Regions from separate parts of the Rattus norvegicus genome. Here region 2 is linked to region 1. Evidence: chromatin contacts called from public Hi-C data. All regions are on one chromosome and are shown on one strand. Each heading gives the region's core, a stretch centred on a gene start, on an enhancer-like site or on the middle of the called end of the contact. The rest is flanking DNA. Distances are from core to core; before and after follow the strand shown. Region 1 overlaps Ift81 (intraflagellar transport 81). Region 2 holds the start of Atp2a2 (ATPase sarcoplasmic/endoplasmic reticulum Ca2+ transporting 2).

The links. Hi-C and Micro-C count contacts between places; a contact is called where the count stands out from the background.
Region 2: a contact with region 1 is called in a Hi-C map of liver, with 2.1 times the contacts expected there. The contact joins the promoter of Atp2a2 here to the enhancer-like site in region 1. A contact is called at or near these places in 6 of 12 Hi-C or Micro-C datasets (the Rat2 cell line, Schwann cells, frontal cortex and 3 more) and 1 of 1 datasets of contacts at active chromatin or transcription factors (oligodendrocytes).

The regions. Positions count from the first base shown.
Region 1 is chr12:39,686,844-39,693,569 of GRCr8, reverse strand. Ift81 (intraflagellar transport 81) reads right to left here. Exons shown (of 19, transcript NM_199120.2): 19 at 6,040-6,726. The coding sequence ends at 6,565. Among named protein-coding and RNA genes, the nearest start is that of Atp2a2, 43 kb to the left of the region's middle. Within about 2 kb of position 2,844, at least 46 of the 93 cell types and tissues checked have an H3K27ac peak or open chromatin away from gene starts, as enhancers often do. A contact at or near this core is called in Schwann cells and liver, where this site is marked.
Region 2 is chr12:39,729,965-39,736,690 of GRCr8, reverse strand. Atp2a2 (ATPase sarcoplasmic/endoplasmic reticulum Ca2+ transporting 2) reads right to left here and starts at 3,172. Exons shown (of 20, transcript NM_001110823.2): 1 at 2,549-3,172; 2 at 1,917-1,934; 3 at 1,727-1,809. The coding sequence starts at 2,666.

The DNA of each region.
Region 1 (6,726 bases), core at 1,595-4,094:
CTTCACTGGGCGGGCCTAAGATTGCTCAGCCAATCACAGGTGTCGCTCTTCATTGGGCGGGCCTAAGATTGCTCAGCCACAGGGCTTTTCTTCCTTTGATTTCTGAATTGGCCCCTTGGAGATCTTAAACCAAAACGGATTGCAGCGCCCTCCACATGACATAAAGGAAATAAACTAAGACACAAAGTGAGTGTCTGGAAGTCCCGTGAAGCTCTCCTCTTTGTAGTAAATGTTGATATCTAGAAATATTGTAGTTTTCGGGAAATCTGGGGTAGTTCTGCTCACTAGCTAAACAAGCAGTACAAAGCACTTCTGTTGTGGGTTCCATTGCTCACACTGATACCTAGACGTCATGCTTTCCTCCCAGGAGTGCGTTGTGCGTGTTATCTTCAGCTGTCCCCACTGTCACTCTCTTGACCATTCTCCAGGCCCACCAATTCTCACCTCTGAGGAAACCTCCTTGACTTTTTTCATCTTCTAGTCTTCCCTGGATCCCTGGTGTTTTGATTTTTCTTTTTACTTCTTCCCTTCACCACATCTCCACCTACTTTTATCTCATTACCGCCCAGGCTAGCATTGAACTCCTAACCCTCTTGTCTTGCTTCAGCTCCCAACAAGCAGGACAGTAGGCATAAACCACTGTGCCAGTTCCAGATGATTGGCTGGTTTGTTTTGTTTTCTTAGCATTATGAGCATAGATTTATTTAGGGAAACTGAGAAAGCGCTCCCCAGAGCGGGAGGGGCTTAGGGAGGAATATTCTAGATGCCTCTTTTGGCTGACCTTCCATAGTACCAGCATATTTAACACCTGGTTATTAGGCCTGGGTATTCACTGATGCTTAACGTGTTTTAGGTCTGTTTAATCCTGCAGCCACACCTTCTATTTTCCTGTGCCTTTTTGTACATTCTAGCTGAGGGGCCCCTGGTGGGTCCTTGAGGCCAAAGGAAGTGCCAAATCAGCCTTCTTATTGCACACTGTTTTCTCTCTATACATTCATACCTAGGGCAAATTTAAGCTCAACGGCAGTACCAATAAAATAGGATTTAAAGTCAGATACTATGACGAAGCTATTTAAAGTCTATGGGTTACTATGACATTTTTCATTTATAAGTTTTGGAGCTCAGCTGACCAAACGCAACTGAAACATCAAAAAGCAAATCTGTGGGGCTGGGGATTTAGCTCAGTGGTAGAGCGCTTACCTAGGGAGCGCAAGGCCCTGGGTTCGGTCCCCAGCTCCGAAAAAAAGAACCAAAAAAAAAGCAAATCTGTGATCAGGAGGGGCTGCTGGACAGCGCACAAGAGCTTAGCTCATAGCGGACTCCTTCCTCTCCCAAGGCAACCCAGCTGAGCACTGAGATCCCCTGCATGTTTAATGTGGACTATGTGTGTGTGGCGCTCCAGGAGACCAGAAAAAGGAAATCCGTTCCTGTGAAGCTGGTGCTGCAGGCAGTTGTAAGCCTCCACGTAGGTGCTGGGAACCCAAGCCAGGTCCTCAGTGAGAACAGCCAGTGCTCTTAACTGCTGAGCGAGCATCTCTCCGGGTCTAAGATGCTTTTATAGCTTCTGTTTATTTCTGTAAGATTTTCATAAATTTCCATAAAGTCTTAACACATCCTTGTACATCTAGACTCATCTCACCTTTTAAAAAATCATTCCTCAGACCATTCAAAATATATAATACTGCTTTCCTATATAGTATTTGTGTCTGTGCATTTGGAAAATTCTGTTTATTGTGTATACAACTTTCATGTCTATAAGGGTTCAAGAGGCCAGCTCAGATCCCCTGGGCTTGGTGGCAAGCACTGCTCAGCCACCTCACCTGTCTGGCAGTGAGGTTTTCATAGCAAAACTGAGGTTATGTATATTTTTTATTGCAGGGGTTGGGGATTTAGCTCAGTGGTAGAGCGCTTGCCTAGCAAGCGCAAGGCCCTGGGTTCGGTCCCCAGCTCCGAAAAAAAGAAAAAAAATTCCACAATATTTTTTATTTCATAACTTTGTAAAGAGTCACACACAGAAGGTAATACTTGTACGTAAGTAAATCTTCTCCAGTTTAGAAAGAAGCTATGTCTTGGCATATAGAAAAATGGCAAGAGATTTTATAAAGTGGTCAAAATAATTATGATTGAATAAATGTAACCATATCTTATAGTCTTGCTTTTTATGTTTTTTTTAATTTAAAAGATTATTGGAGTTATAGATGGTTGTGGACCACCAGGTAGATGCTGGAAATTGAACCCAGGTCCTCTGCAAGAGTGACCAGTGCTCTTAACCACTGAGCCATCTCTCCTGACCCGAACCCACTGTTTAAAAAGATACTCTAAGTTTATAAGCGTTACTAAACAGAATTTAAGGCACGCGATAGTTCAGAAACAGACACCCACTTGTTTACAAATAAATTCTGTTGACAATGGACCCCACCCCCAGCCAGCAGTTAAGAGCACAGGATTGGATGCAGGCTCTGCCAGCCTCGCCTGGTCCATATCGTGGTCTCTAACTGTCCTGCCTCACTGTGAGAGTCACCTTGCTTCCACAGAAGCTTCGGGGACTATGCCTGGCACACACCCAGCACTCAGCAACGGTTCAAGCCCTTTCGTCTTTATCGTGACTGTGGAACTTTGGGAGATAGTATCTGCCAATGTGTTGCTTTGTTTAATTAATGTTCTAGCCAAGTCCATCCTCTGATACCACAGCACTGTGCCTGAGCCTCTTTAAGGAGGGAACTGCACTGCAACTCCTCCTCAGAGCGGGAAGGCAGCCTGCAGCAAGGGCAGCAGCAGACCGGCTTTGCGCTGGCTGGCAGGGCTCCCTCAGTGGTCACCACCGAAGGAAGATGCGGGTGAGTCATTCACACACCAGAGCCTGCTGCTCTCTGATCTCTAGGCTACCCACCAAGTGCTGCACTAAGCTCCTCACAGGGACCGACGTCACAACCTGGACTCAAGTGGGAACTTAAGATCTCACTGGCAAACAGGAATCTTTCCTTTCTCCCCATATTCTGAATCATGAATTTCCATAACAGTAAACCAGCTTAGTGACTGCCTGCAAGGCTCTCTGGTTCTAGAAAGGAAATTGTGAAATTACCAGTGACCAAGAAAGTACTTCCAGTTTGCCAAAAGGGGGTGCAGGGGAGCAGAAAGCACGTGCTTGCCCAGGCCTCTCAGAAACACTACTTATTTGGACTCTGTGTTTTATTTTTTTATTTCTTTTGCAAGGACTGGGTAAAAACAAACCATATTCTTGCCCAGTGAACCTGCTATTTTTTTTAAAGACTGTCTTAAGATAGAAGAGTCAAACATCAAAACACACACATCACCTTTAATGATCCTTCTCTACCCTCCTCAGACAAAACAGTCACTACATGCCTAGCTGCCGTACAAACAGCTCTAATTAGACTGCCCTCGTTTAGGGGAGAGGGAGGAAGGGCTCGGCCAGCATAAGGACCAGGGTAATTACATCGGCGACAAAGGTGCAGATCTACCTCTTTCTGGCTGCTGTAGACTGTCTGAGAGACAGTGCGGAATACACACCCCAGACCCACCTCACCACAGCATGGCCAAGCTGTGGACAAGCAAGTTACGGGGAAGGCTAATCACCAGGGTGGGCTCCCAGAGGCTGGCAAACTCCTTCCTGCCAAGCAAGAGGCATGATGTAAGCACCTAGAACTCTTTGTGGAAACAAACCTGTTATTCACCCTCATCTGGCACCAGAGTTGGGCGACGACCTGTGTAAGATGAGGTTTCTTCGAGAAACACAGTTATTTTTTTAATAAAAACTTTGCCTTTGTGAAGACAGCTTTGTCTGTGTTACTCATGATGCATTTTTTTTTCCAAATTCAAATCCAAAAGAATCCTGCCAATTTACACATTTAAAGTTTGAGTGCATATATAGCCTCTTATTTTACTCAAATTATTTTAAAAAATGCTTGGTATCATCTTAGCATTAAAACCTTAAGAAATACACTTGGAAAGTGCAGAGACCTTAAAATTTTCCAAAAAAATATATAAATGTCATGCATGCTAAGAATTCAGCAGAATGACAAACATCGCATCAAAGCAAATGTGATTCAATAGCTTGTTTTAGAATGGCTGCCTGCTGAATTAAAGCAGCTCGGAGGCAGCCAGCATGAGCCTCCAGGGAAGGCTGGCTGGTTCAGTGTCAGGGTCCCTCCCTTCCCCTCACTCGCTAGTGCTCTGGGTATTCCAGCCTGCTCCCCAGCTCTGGGAAATGTGACCTTGAATTCAACAGACTGTAACAGGAAGTACATCCGACTTCTAGATTTTTCTTAAAGGGCATATTTACAGGATTATCTCCTGAACCAATAGTGAGCAAGAGGGAGTTGCCACTGACAGTCAAAGTCCTCACAACAGCTGGCAGTACCGCTCCAGAGACAGAAACCCGACTGCAGAGGCAGATTCGCAGGCGACATTTTTCTCCTTTATTTGGGCCATCACGTGAAAGACACAATTATTTTGTAAAATGATTAAGTGCACTTGTCAATTAGCCAGTTAGCACATTAACCTTGAAGGAAAAAAAATGGAGCAAGCTCTTCTTTACTAAGTACAAGCTGTCAGAAACTGTGAGGGTTAGTCAAAGCTTCTTAATGTTCCAATCAAGTCATGGGCGAGTGGAAGGGAAGTCTGCATGAGACCCATTAAGCTGCGTTACTAAGTGTCCAATGTTACGTAAAAGCTATAAATAACTTGGTCTTGTAGAGGTTTTTTCCAATTTGCTTTTCTTGAAGTGATAACGATGTTCTGCTTCAATTAGTGGGGCAATTTTGGAGCAGCCTTTGTGTGCTCTGCACACACTCACTCTGTGCAGAGGAAGGACGGCGTGTGATAATCAATCAGAGCCTGGGGTGGCCGGGGCTGTCCTTCACAACCCCAGACCGTAGTAGTAGGAGGACGGCAGAGTGTGGGGCTAAAACACAGATGGGCCTCTAGGTGTACTATCTTGGAAGATTTTCTCTGGGGAGTAAAGTGCTGGTTCTGAAAAGCCATCTGGTTAATGGAGCATTAGATACTGCTAAACCACAGTAGGCCTGCAGCTGATCTGACATAAATAACCTACCTGGTGTCCAGAACCGATTGTAAGAAAGGTTTCTTTTGGGGCTGGGGATTTAGCTCAGTGGTAGAGCGCTTACCTAGGAAGCACAAGGCCCTGGGTTCGGTCCCCAGCTCCAAAAAAAAGAACCAAAAAAAAAAAAAAAAAAAAAAAGAAAGGTTTCTTTCCACCCACTAACAACACTGGGAGCTGACACTTGCCCAGGCAAGAGGGCAAATAAACTGAGGACCAGACTCACTCACAGACACTATCACACTCATCTTCTCCTTCCTCCTCTTCTTTTTTCTTTGTGTGTCCTTCTGTGAATGCATGTATGTGCCTCCTGTGTGTGTGCCTGTATGTTTGGTTTGTGTCTATGTGTGCATGCCTTTGTGTGTGTGTGTGTGTGTGTGTGTGTGTACACGGATGTGTGGAGAACAGAGGTAGACATTGAGATTCTGATTAGTAACAGGAAGCTTTCAAACAAATATTAAGAGTAGATTAAATTTGGGACAAAGCGATTCATGTCTGTATATTTTACACAACACAAATTTTCATTAATTTTTTTAAGGATAGTTAAAAAGAACTAGCCAATAAAGGACATACTAATGATTTAAACCTGGGTTTTCAACTCCAAAGACATTTTGAAACACAGATTGAAGCAAAAGTGAAGTAAAAGAGAACATACAAGTTTAATATCATTCTTTAATGAAAACCAAAGGAGTCTTTAAGTCTGTAGCACACACGCAGCAGAGGCTGGGAGCATGTTATAGTCTTAATTTCACTAGGAACCCCGTGTTAGCTTTCTAGCTTTCTAACAGAGCCCGTATGCTGCATCTGTATCTTATGACAACTTTGATATCTATAACAACAGTCCTCGGAACAACGCAGCCAGTGTGTTATGATGTCCACACTAGGGAAAGTGAGTGAGAACCCTGACATGAGACATGAATGCTACAAAATACTGTTAAAAGAAAACTTTCGACACAACTCTGTTATTTAAGATCAGCAGCCATAACAGGTCTCAGGCTTTATTTGCTTTGAAATCATACGAACAACACAAATGCTTTTCACAATATGAACTGGTTTGGGTTTTATAGAAGAGAGAGAAGCTGAAGTGAAACCACAGGGACTGCTGACTTCAGACAAACGTTTCTTCAAAACAAGAGATACTAGTTCCTCAAAGAGTCCTCTAAGTCAGAAAAAAAGACTGAGAAAAACATTAATCCATCGGTTATTACAGCTTTAAAAACTACATGGCTCTTAATGGACACATGTTTACATTACAGAGAGCAAGCTTAGCCTTTCTCATAAAACTCAGGAGACACCACTCGACGTCTAAGCTAAACAAACAACGAAAACCCCTTCTTCAGTTAAAACCTTTAAAGCCTGATCTGCCTTCACTTCATCTCCAAGACAACCTTAGAAGGGGCAGCTAGTCTGAAAGCAAAGGATGAATAAGTCACTTCCGAGAAGGAAGTCACTACGCAGATGTGACTTAAGCCCTGCCGACACAGGCCTCAGAGAACCAGCCGGTCCTCTCCGCCCTCCTGAATTACCTGGCCGATGGAGGCTGGGCTCTGCTGCTTCAGAAAGCACTGTTTTTTGCATTCCATCAGTTGTTCAAGATCCCGCCACATCTTCGCTTGCTTCATGTTGGGACCGTGACTTTCTCGAACAGC
Region 2 (6,726 bases), core at 1,923-4,422, 43 kb before region 1:
GATTAGAAATAATAAATTCCTAATTACTCCAATGCAAAATGTATCTATAATCATTAATTCTGCTTGATAAAAAGTCAAACTGTCCACTACAATTTGAAACGCTGTGAAATCCAAGTAACTTGTTCACTGAAAAGTGGCATGTTCCTAAGATTGCCTCAGTAGTACGAAAGGAAGCAGTAAGGACGCACTTTGCCTGCAGCTTGTCTGTATCAGCTGGTTAATTTCTAATTCCCAGTCCTTGATGGCCTTAGTGAATACAGACTTCCAGAATGATGCAGCCTGCATAAATACAAACCTTAAAGACCCCAGATACAGAACTACTTTAGCACCCGGCACCATGCTCCCTGTCATCAGCGCCACTCATCTTGTTTACGAATGAAATGACCATTGACACTAACCACACAATATGCTATATATATATAAGAAGCACAGAGTAAACGACTCACTAGTATGCTGAACGGTTTGCTGTGGGAGTCTACATTTTATTCAGTGAAAACCACAGGTAAGATTCTTAATACTGAACTAGTAATGGCCAGGCAACACTTAGACAACATGACAAACTAGAGTCTCAGGACAAAATGCACATACACAAGTGCTCCTAAAGGTCACCTTGCCACCAACATTTATTTTAAAAATAGCTAAAAATTCATCTTTCCTTTACCTGAACTCAGTAAGTTCTCTAAACAATCCTCTATGCTTTCTTCATAGAGGCCATGATCACAGACAGAACCCCTGGGTCAGACTTAAATGTGAATTCCTAATTGAAACCATACAGTCACCAGTTTTGTGAAGCCCAAAACAGCACTGTATGATTTTCACTTCCTATCATAGCATAAGAAAACAATGTTCTAACAACAAAAAATTGGTGTGTGTTATGAAGACTAAGCATCTGCACACCACTATACCATCTTAAAGAAACCATAAAGTCCACTGCCCAGGGGGGAAAATGCAGTAGTAAAATGTTAATAACCTAGAAATACCCTTGACACCTCTAGTAGTCCTTCTTGGGCAGGTGTCTGCGTTTCACTAGTTTCTTAGCAACCACACTGGCTCAAGCACACCCAGAACAAGAAAGAAAGAAAGAAAGAGAGAGAGAGAGAGAGAGAGAGAGAGAGAGAGAGAGAGAGAGACAAACAAAAACCCCACCTCTGCCCTCCTTCCCTCTTTAATATTTAAAACCAAGAGTGCTGGACTTTGTTCTCTTAGTCTAGGCATCACCCAAGACAGGGGTCCAGTTAGATGCCACCCTAAAGGTCAGTGACCAAATTTGGTCAACACTGGTGCCATCTCTGCCGTCATCATTCTTGTCACTGTCAGGAACAACTGTCACCTTGCCACTACCAGGGAGGCAAAGCAGCTGGACTATTTCTTTTGTCTGCTCCTTTTACAAAGTGCCCAACATCATCTTAGTGTGATCTTACAACATGATAACCAATGGAAGAACCCCAACAGAAAAGGCCTTCCAAGGAGAAACTTTCTGATACTAAACACTGGTAGGGCACAAGCATTTCGGAGACCCTGCACAATCAGGATCCATTTCTCACTGCACTGCAAAAGTGGCTATTACCTTATCAAAACAGCTTCTAACATTTTTCCTCTAGTTCTTGGGTTATTTTGTCTTTTTGTTTTTAAACACGGAAACTCAATGGCCATTATTTATTTTCTGGTATACCAAGAAATACTTTCAACTTTTAGGGGTAGAAAAAATAATTTCTTAAATACTTACGAAAGATATACATGCTGCCAGCAATAAAATTCTAACTAGTAAGTCTTCAAACTGCTCGATCACAAGTTCCAGCAAGGTCTTTCCTGTTAGAAAAGAAGGGAAAAAAAATTGTGTCAATTGTCCACATCAATCAGTCGGCGTCTGCACACACATCATCTCTCTAAAATAACACGTTAATAGAATTATTTACCTTCTTCAGCCGGCAATTCTAGAACGCCGAAATCCGACAGGCAACGTGTCAGGAGGAGAGCAGAAAGAATGAAGACATTTTATTAGCGCTTTTTACAAAAACTGCTAAACTCACCACCACCGTTGTCTGAAAGGCAGATATAGGCACACGAACGGCGAACGACCTCTCTCCACTTTGATACCCCGAGAAAATTATGCAGCCCTGGTAATCAATGGGCTCGGAACTGCTCTTAAGCCCTCTCCGGGCTCCCGAACCATGCAGTCATTTCAGCTGGGTCATCACTTCTGCCAGATGTGCAACTTTGGGGAGTACGAGAAACGGTCGGAGGGTTTCTCAACCACATCGACGCCTCATAAATCCGCGGGGGACTCAGCCCAGCCGCAGGAGCCTCCTCCCTCTCTCTCTCTCCCTCCCTCCCTCCCCCCACCCCGGCTTGCAGAGCGCCGGGAAGGTCACCGGCTCGAGACCCCTAGAGGTCGGCGATGGCCCGGACCCGCGCGCGGACCGCCGGGCCTCTCGCAGCCGTCGGGCGCCGAGCCGAGCCGAGCCCCACGAGGTGGAGCCGGGTCAGCCATCTTCCCTTGCGCTCTGGCCCGCGCCGCGCCGCTGCAGCCCCGGCGCCCCGCACCTACCGTTGGAGCCCCATCTCTCCTTGAGCTTCTTGACCTGCTCCAGGCTCAGCCCCGTGCTCTCGTTGACGCCGAAGTGGCCCAGCACCTCCTCCACGGTCTTTGTGTGAGCGTTCTCCATGGCTGCGGGGGCCCCGGCCGGCCTCGCCTCGCGTCCCCGCGGCCTCCTCGCCTCCGCCTCGCACTCGGGCCGCGGGCTCGTGCCACCGCGGGCGCCCGGGCGCGGACAGCTGTCCCCTCCTCTTTCTCCTCCTCCTCCGCGGCGGCGGCCGCTTCCGCCTGACCGGGCGCTGAATCACCCGAGCCCCCTCCCCCAGAAACCGCCGCACGCGGCCGGGCCTCGCCGAGCCCGCCCGAGGGGCTGCGAGCCTCCCGCCCCGCCGCGAGTGTGCGTTGCCTCTGTTGCCAGCCGGCCGCAGGTAGCGCAGGCCGCGGCGCTGCGCTGAGGAGACCCGGCGCGGCTGAGGAGGGGCGCCCGGGCGAGCCCTCGGTGGGGAGGACGGCGAGGCGGGCGACTGGAGAGGAGCTGCGCGGCGCGCCTGCCCGAGCCCCTCAGCTCTGCACCCCCGACAGCGGCGGAGGAAACTGCGGCGGAGGAGACGGGAGGTGGCGTCGGGGACGGCTCCGCGGAGGCTGCTCTAATAGCATTTATCCGCCGCTGCCTCCCCTCTCGCCGCCGCCGCGGCATGTGGACGCCGCTCATTGGCCGAGAGAGCCCAGCGCGGCGCGGGCGGCGCGGCCCCGCCCCCTCCCCCGGCGCCCTCCCGCGCGCGCGCTGCGCGCCCACGCTGCCGGCAGGCCCCGCCTCCTCCCGCGCGCCGCCCCCAGTAACCCGGATCGAGGCCGCGCGCGGTGTGCGCGCGCAGGCCACCTCCGCGTCCTCGCTGTGCTCGCTGCGGCCCGGGCGGGCGGAGGGCGAGCCCGACCTTACGCGGTCGCGGCTTTCCCATTCCGTCCGCGTGCAGGAATAGATCGCGGAGCTCACGGGTGGGCGCTCTGTGCTGGGGGCCCCGCCGCTGAGGGGGGACTTCCTGGGGCCGCGTGGTGGCAGGGAGGCGCCGGAACGCTGGGGACCGAGGCGCGCAGGGACTGGTGTCCTTGGCTTGCCTCCGCGCCCTGGGCAGTGCGAGCCGTGCTCTGCATCCTAATGTCTCCTTCAGAGCCCCCCTCAGCAACCAAGGGGAGGAATTCCGCAGTTCCCTTCCCACACAGCCAAAAGCGCTCATCTGTCGCCTCGGGAACACCGCATCCCACACCCCCAGCCGAAAGCCCCATCTCCATCGCACGCCAACACCAGCCCTTCCTTCCCCTGCGGGTTCTGTGCCCCGACAGGGAATCCCACTCTTGGGGGAGGAAGGAGGAAGTTTTATTTCGGTTTTAGTAGCTCACACAGCCTTTGACACACGTCTGCATAGAAGTCACAGGTTATGCTGTAACAGCTACGCCTGTGCTAGGTAGCTTGGCTTTGGCTTCAAAAATGAAGGCTGCTATATAGACTTTCACTTCCCCCAATGGGAGAAAAGGAGCCTTCAATCCCAAATCTATTCTTAAACCACATATGTTGTGTCGGTGAGGTCTGTAGAGAGCCTAGCATGGAACGTAATTTTGCCAATATAAAGAGGCCACACGGAGCCAAGTGTGGTGCCCGCCTGTGATCCCAGCACCCAGAGGTGGAAGCGACGCGATCAAGAGTTCAAGGTCACGTCCAGACACTTGAGTTTAGAACCAGCCTTCGATATTGGACCTTGTCTAAAACATCAAAAAAAATTTTTTTTAAGGCAGAGGAAGGTGGGAAGCCATACTTAACAGGGAGGAGGACCTTTGCATTGAATTCACGAATATCTTCACAAAAAGCGGCTCCACGAAGGGAAATAGATTGCAAAATAAAGCATTTCGTCTACTTGAGTGTTTAGCAACGCCTCCCCCCCAACACTTAAGTCCGTCCCACAAGGCTCCGCCTCAAGACTTAAGATAGATGCCTTCAGCAGATGCAAATCACGGTGCTTTACCCGACTGAAAAAAAAAAATCAAGTACGTCATTTAATTATTTCCAAGGAGTGGAGGCTGGCATGCAGTTCTGATTGATACTTGGAATAGGACCAACAGAACCCTACACGAAACAAACAAACAAAAATTCTACTGTATAGCAATGCACTGCCTAGAAGCAAGGTGGAAACTGGTTAGGTCACAGCCTCTTCTGGAGGATCAGGTGACGGCCTGCGAGGTGGGGGTGCGGTGATGGAGAGCCCGTGGGTCTTCCTCCTCCTTGTATTCCAGTTCTGCCTGCCTTCGTGTTTTTCACACCAACTGCAAGAGGCGCTGAGAGCAGGAAGGTCATGACCTCTCTGTTTGAGATGCTCACTGGGTTTCATTTTTTGTTCGTTTCTTTGTTTTTGTGTAGCCCCCTCTTTCAGAGGCTGTAGGTGCACCTTACAACATGAGTTCCTGGTTCTTCTCCCGCCCCCGCCCCCGCCCCCGCCCCGCCCCCGCCCCCGCCCCGGGCCATCTTCTATATGTCCCCTCCGGAAAGATGCTTTTATTATCTAAAGCCGCTCCCCTCCCCAGTATGCCCGCTATCTCATTATTCAAGGGTCTCCTCCCCTAACACTTATCTATGGAAAACGGGCTGTACATTTCGTTTAGCTGCTCACTGCCGGCCTCCTAGCGTCTTGTACGACATCCAGATTTGAGGTCCACGCGAACAGAGCTTGTCTTGTCCACACTCAGTACAAGGCCTAGCCCCCAGCATCTGCGCATTTATTGAGTAGGTACGGTTTCAGTGAATGAGAGTCCCACCCTCCTCAACCCATCAGTGACTTGCAAAGGGGCTGTGCCAGCACAAAGGCCCCAGCACTCGTCGGCTCAACTCCAGTGTATTGATTTTTTTCCATTCAGGAATAAACTGGATTTATTTTGGCCCCCGGACCACTGGCCTATGAGATTGGCTGTGAGGCTTAGTATTAAAACAAAGCTGCCTTATGGGGCTCCCAGAAATGACACCCTTAGTCTCATAGGTACCGCTACCATCTTCCATTGCCCTTCTGGAATGTTCTTTGCAAGGTGTTTCTTTTTTACTGAAGGTTGGAATGCTCCCTTAAACTAATAGTATGATTTTTAGCTCAGCATTGGCCCCAGGCATATGATCATGCCAACTAGGTCTTTGTCTCCTCAGCCTGTCGTTATCTCTGAGCCCTCTTGCTCAGAGGTTGGCAAAACTGATCTTGAACCCAGACTCCTGGAGGCAGAATCCCTGGCTACTTTTATGTAGAAATAAAGTTGGGAGAAACACATAAAAGGGTCTATCTCGCTTCAAAAAGAAGGAGAAACGGGCACGGCGTAGTCACGCCCACCTATAATCCCAACGCTCAGGAGGCAGAGGCAGCTGAGGATGAGGTGTAGACTAACCTGATCTACATAGTGAATTCCAGGCCAGCTTAGTGAGAACCTGCCTTAAAAAAAAAAAAAAAAAAAATGGGGCTCAGTTTGTTTTGTGTGCAATGCTGTACTCCGCTGGTTTGCAAGGCTTTAATAAGAAAGGTTACCGTCTTCCAGCAAGGCTCAGAACCACATACTTAATCACTTGAGGACAGGAAGAGACGGAAAGACGCAGCGTGCAATGCAGAAAGATGAAAGACCTTCAGAGGCACGAATAAAGGAGGACCTTAGCTAACCGGGGAAAAAAAGCAGGTTAGTTTAAAAAGCTATTCAGACAGAAAAGCCAGGAGGTGACTTGCAAAAGAGGCCGGGCCGGGTCTCAGCCCTCTGCAGGCCTCCCGGGAAGTGGTGGGGGCCACAGGAGGCAGCCTGCTCCATATTTGGACAGCTCCAATCATTAAAGCAGCCCCATTGTGAGCTGAGTCCACCTTCTCCCGGCTACAACCACCTCGAACAAGCTTAAATCCTTCTCTGTGTTCCCTTTGAGTATTTCCAGATCGCCCCAATGTGTCCTTTCCTAACTAAAAAGAGCAGCTGGGGGGCTGGGGATTTAGCTCAGTGGTAGAGCGCTTACCTAGGAAGCGCAAGGCCCTGGGTTCGGTCCCCAGCTCCGAAAAAAAAGAACCAAAAAAAAAAAAAAAAAAAAAAAAAAAAAGAGCAGCTGGGCACTGAGCTGTTTCCTAAAGCCTGAGTCCCCGCCCCTCAACCTCTCTGGACTCGTCCAATATTGAGCATCCTCGCCCAAG